Regions from separate parts of the Hordeum vulgare genome. Here region 1 is linked to region 2. A link is a contact called in public Hi-C data. All regions are on one chromosome and are shown on one strand. Each heading gives the region's core, a stretch centred on a gene start, on an enhancer-like site or on the middle of the called end of the contact. The rest is flanking DNA. Distances are from core to core; before and after follow the strand shown. Region 1 holds the start of LOC123398482. Region 2 holds the start of LOC123398381 (protein SENSITIVITY TO RED LIGHT REDUCED 1).

Evidence for each region. A called contact is a pair of places that touch in the nucleus more often than the background predicts.
Region 1: a contact with region 2 is called in a Hi-C map of leaf, with 8 times the contacts expected there. The contact joins the promoter of LOC123398482 here to the promoter of LOC123398381 in region 2. A contact is called at or near these places in 4 of 6 Hi-C or Micro-C datasets (leaf and seedling) and 1 of 1 datasets of contacts at active chromatin or transcription factors (embryo).

What each region holds. Positions count from the first base shown.
Region 1 is chr1H:26,912,472-26,915,171 of MorexV3_pseudomolecules_assembly, forward strand. It overlaps LOC123398482, which reads left to right and starts at 1,394. Exons shown (of 3, transcript XM_045092979.1): 1 at 1,394-1,439; 2 at 1,600-2,700. The coding sequence starts at 1,605.
Region 2 is chr1H:26,648,284-26,650,983 of MorexV3_pseudomolecules_assembly, forward strand. LOC123398381 (protein SENSITIVITY TO RED LIGHT REDUCED 1) reads right to left here and starts at 1,355. Exons shown (of 1, transcript XM_045092888.1): 1 at 164-1,355. The coding sequence starts at 1,339. The coding sequence ends at 461.

The sequences.
Region 1 (2,700 bases), core at 144-2,643, 260 kb after region 2:
GTTTCTTATGGTGAGTGCTATCTAAGGCTTCATGTAAAAAAACATGTTCCCATGTCCTATACCTATACTATATAAGTAGTTTTGTTAAATACACTATAATAATAGGTGCTCACATACACGTACATACACCCACTTTTATTAACGCACACACGCACACCTTCCGAGATACCGAGTCGACACAACTTTTTAAGATTGTCGAAGTCATCATATGCGACTCGTAGTCGACGCAGACGTCTTCTCCCACCAAACGAACATCGTTGGAAGCATGAAATATATTCAGGGAAATGCGAGCACCAGCGCGAAGTCTAAAAGTTGAATCCCGATGGTCTACTTCACCACAAGAAATCTAACCATTCACACACACACATATATATATATATATATATATATATATATATATATATATATATATATATATATAGTTGATCCCCATCACTGTATTTATCTTAATATGTGCAGGTGTCACCTCATTAAAGGTCGATTCAGTAATTTGGATACGCAAATACGGTAATAGTTGATCCACAAATAATTTCTAACCACATAATAATCAAATGCATATCCTTATAGTTTGTACTTTCAGTTTTAGTTTGGAGTATACTATCAATCTGAATACAAATACTTCACATGATTAAATCTCATTAAAATTACACCGCAACGACTGTCTTAACAACGTGCGAAGTATCATCTTGTTTTTCGGCATTTATGCACCAAACATTAACCCATCATTTCAAACCTATCAACACAAATAAGTACCGACTCTAATCCATATTACTTGACGACTGTACTTCCTCCGTGGTATCAAAGTAAGTGTCTCAACTTTGTATCAGTTTTAATATAAAATTGTATTAAATTTAAGACACTTATTTTAAAGACTAAGCAAGTATTAAAATGAACGATAATTAATATGAACTAGAGGGAGTAACTTAGATACGCAAAAACCCTCATCGGATATCAATCGAGGCGAAGTCGGGAGCCGAGAGTGAAGTTAAGCACACTCCACAATCCCAGTTAGTTCCCGCGCAAAACCAGAGCCCCCTCACGCCCCTGCCCGCCCGGGCCCAGCGGTCAGGTACAGGCGGGCCCACCCCAGCCGAGCGCCCCCTCTCTTTCCCCTCGCTCTCCTCCTCCTTCCTCCCTCCCACCTCGGCTCGCCCCGTCTCCTCTCCCCCCCTTCCCCTACCTCCCCACCCCCCGCCTCCCCACCCCACCCCCACCCCCACCCGGACGCGGACACTTTTGCGCCCGGCCCCCTCGCCCCCTCCGTAATCCCGCCCCGCCCGCGCATCCGACGGCTCCCGCGGCCGCCACGTCTCCGTCGTCTTCCTCCCTCCCCCGCCCCACCCACTATTTATCCCCGCCCCCCGCCCCCCGCCCCCCCACCACACCCCCATCGCCGCCTTCCTAGGGTTAGGGTTCCGCGGCGCGCCTGCTCTGCTCCGGTGAGTTTCCCCGCCTTCTCCCTTCGATTCGTTCGCGGGCGCGGCCCCGTGGGCCCGGGCGGGGCGGGGCGGGGCGGGGAGGGTTGGATTGGGATTCGGGGGGGAGCGGCTAGGGTTTTGGCAGGCGCGGGTCTTTTGCTGAGGATTGGTTTTGGCGCAGGTGGTATGGCGATCGTGAGGGCCGGCGGCGCCAGGGTCCAGCGGCTGGAGCCCGGCGGGGAGGAGGCGGGCTCCACGGAGGACGAGGAGGAGCGCTCGCCCGCCACGGCCTCCGAGGGGTCCGAGGCCGAGGGCTTCTCGGCCCAGGAGGAGAATGGCGGCGGCCACGAGGAGGAACAGGAGCAGGAGCAGGAGCGGGAGGCAGAGGAGGAGGAGGACGACTCCGGGATGGGGTCTGACGAGCTGGAGATCACGCAGCTCGGGGAGGCCGGGGCGGAGATGTGCCAGGTCGGGGACCAGAGCGTCGCCCTGCCGCTGGACCTCTACGACCTCCCCGGCCTCGGCGGCGTCGTCTCCCTCGACGCCTGGAACGGCCTGCTCTCCGAGGACGACCGGCTCCGCCTCGCCGCCTTCCTGCCCGACCTGGACCAGGAGACCTTCGCCCGCACGCTCGTCGAGCTCCTCCGGGGGGACAACTTCCACTTCGGGAGCCCCCTGGCCGCCCTGCTCGACCGCCTCAAGGGCGGCCTCTGCGACCCCAGGATCGTCCTGTACCGCCGCGGCGCCCGCTTTGCGGAGCGGCGCAAGCATTACTACCACCTGCAGAGGTACCATAATTCGATGGTGCTGGGGCTGTGGGACACCAAGGACTGCTGGAAGAGCTGCAACGGGTACAGCCTTGGCGAGAGGCTCAGAGCTATGGATGCGATGAAGGCGCAGCGGAAGCAGAGGGAACTGGGTCTGGTTGCCCGGGCTGGGTCAGAGACTGACTCGGAGAGCAGGGAGTCTGCGGAACAGTTATTGACACGGTCGAAGCCGGATAAGATGGGTCTCAACAAGGCTGGGAAGTTAGGGAAGGAAAGGTCCAAGGGCGTTCTGCGGTTGGGTGTGTCAAAAGGTGTGGGTGAGGAGTACATTGGAGGGGCTCTCTCAAAGCTTTCTCGTCCAGATAATGCTTACGGGTATGATGCCGGAGTCGCGCATAGAGGGAAGCAGCGGAGAAGCACAGATGGCCTTCATTCTGAGGACCTGGGATATGACAGGGATTTGCCCAGGATCCGGTCTCAGAGGCCGCTGTTGAAGCCAGTGAAGAAGGAATTGG
Region 2 (2,700 bases), core at 105-2,604:
TAAGTGACAACTCTGAATCTTTGAATTTGTCTCCAATCAAGTACTCCCTCCGTATCAAAATATAAGACATCTTTGTCTTATACTCATAGAATTGTCTGAATCTTGGAGTATTTTGGTAGAGACGTAGTAGTATATAATCATAGAATTACAGTGATAAATTTCATTAAGATGCCAACTCTGAATCTTTGAATATAATCTCCAATCAGGCAATACAGTCATAGAGTTACAGTGATAAATTATGCTCAGATGCTAACTCTGAATCTTTGAATATAATCTCCAATCAAGCAATACAATAATAGAATTACAGTGACAAATTATGCTCAGATGCTAACTATGAATCTGTGAATTCATCTCCAATCAAATACTAGTATACAATCACAGAATTGCAGTGATAAATTTTGTGAAGATGCCAACCCAGAATCTCCAAATGCATCTCGAATCAAGTACGTAATACACTGGGTTACAGTGATAATTTCTCGAAGGACAAAGCTTGGGAACTTATCTCCGTCCTCTGGCCGACGTCTTCGTCCACCTCGAAGAAATGCCAGCTCGTCTCGTTGAACGCACGGGCGAACCAGTCCTCATCGTCCACATCCCCGGCGTCGTCGATCCGCTGCTCCCACGCGAACCGCGCTGCCTTGAGAACAAGATTGGCCTTGGCGGCGGGCCCCGAGCGGTTCTCTTCCGCCTGCAGAGCGTACCGCCGGAAGCTGTTGCCGAGCACGCAGACGCGGCGGAGCTGAGCGCGGGGCTCCCAGTTGGCTCCGAGGAGCGCGTCGTAGAGCGACGCCTCGCAGTGGGGCATGTAGAAGAGGGTGGGCTCCTCCACGCGGCGGCCGCACCCGTCGTCGAGGCTCGGGACGGCGAAGCCGAGGGCGACGGCGACGGCGCACTCGACGGCGGAGAGGACGGGGTCGAAGAGGTCGGCCGTGGCGGAGGCGCTCGCGAGGAGGTCCCGGCGGAGGAGGGCGGCGAGCGCGAGCTGGAGGCGCGCGGCCGGGGAGGACTCGAAGCTGCCGACGCCGAGGAGGGAGAGGCGGGAGGGGGCGAGCGAGGCGAGACGGCGACGGAGCGGGGAGTCGGGGAGGAGGAGGCGGCGGTAGAGGCGGGAGGCCTCGATCCGGGAGATCGCGGCGCGGGCGCGGTCGAGGAGGCGGGAGACGCGGGTCGGGTCGAGGGATGGGTCGGAGGGCGACCACGGGATCGGGGTCAACGGGAGCGGCGGCGGGGCGTCGAGGTGGGAGGTGGTGACCGTGGCGTTTCCCCTGCGGCGGCCGCGCCGTCGGACGACGGTCCAGTCGGCAGCAGCTGCGACCGCGACCGCGGCGGCGGCGGCCATGGGTTGGGGGTTGGGCGGACTGGACTGGGTTGGGGGTTGGGGGTCGAGAAGAAGGTGGTGGATGGAGGCCGTCTGATGGCGAGACTGGACGGTCCAGATACTCGAGACGGGCCGATTAGTGTGCGAGGAAAGTCTGATTTAAACTTCGAGGTTGTAGTCTTCGTCCTAAATGAACCTTTCCCTTTCTATCCCTAAAGTTTTTGAAACGAAGACGCTTGGAACGTCCAACTTTAAAGTTATTAAGTATTATAAAACACAAAGTTCAAGATCACTCATAACGACAGTAAAGGTCACTGAGCTAAGCCAAAATAAAGAGACAAGGAAACATAAAATAAATGCACTAGAGCACCAGATCCTTCCTCCCGACGCCATACTAGAACTCCAAAGGTGAAGATCAGCTATGAAGAATGTCGAGCAAGCGAAAGGATGTTGCGGATCCTTTCCATGGTAGCTCCCATGTGCTCAGCATCTCGATGCTTCCCCAACGGTGTCCACATCTGTAGAAACAGATGACATTTAAAAATAACATCAACTGGGTGGAATGGAAAACCTTTTCTCGATTGTAATTTTGTTCCGGAACCTCTAAAGTTTATACTATGTCCTTTGTAATCCCGATCGTTTTCAACCCTAAGCCTTATCGTCATATAATGTCTTATGCTAAAGTGACAATTCCTTCACAATGTAAAGTATGGATCAAGAACCTTATTGAGAATTAGCAACCAACAGTCTTTAGTAATTGAAGCAATTGCAATTTATCATAACATCGAGAAGAGTCAAATGAGAGCTTGTAAAGCAAATCCACATACTCAATCATCTTTTAGTGTTCTACAAATGCTAAAACTCACGTGGTACTCATTAGATCAAAATTTCAGTTGGACATAGAGAAAGATAGGGGCTTATAGTTTCCCCTCCCAACTACTTATTTCAAGGGTAATGTCAACAATAATAATTCATGAGTACTTACTTCCAAGTTGACATATGAGTATAGATCTTTCTCTAGCACATGACGTTAGCCAAGATAATGGCGAAATAAGGAATTGGTGTCGATCACCACGACTCTTTTTATGATAAAAGGTAAAGGTACAAGATAGGCCCTTCGCAGAGGGAAGCAGATGTTGTCATGCGCTTCTGAGGTTTGGATGTGTTCTCTCTTAGTGTGGAGAAACGTCACTTTATATTGCCTCCTGTGATAAAGAACTTTATTATGTAGTATGTCGCTTTTATGTCTTCCTCATCACAGATTCGTACAAAGCTTATTTTCCACACACTAATAGGTCATACATATTTAGGGAGCAATTTTTGTTGCTTGCACCGATGACAACTTACTTGAGGGATCTTATTCAATCCATAGGTAGGTATGG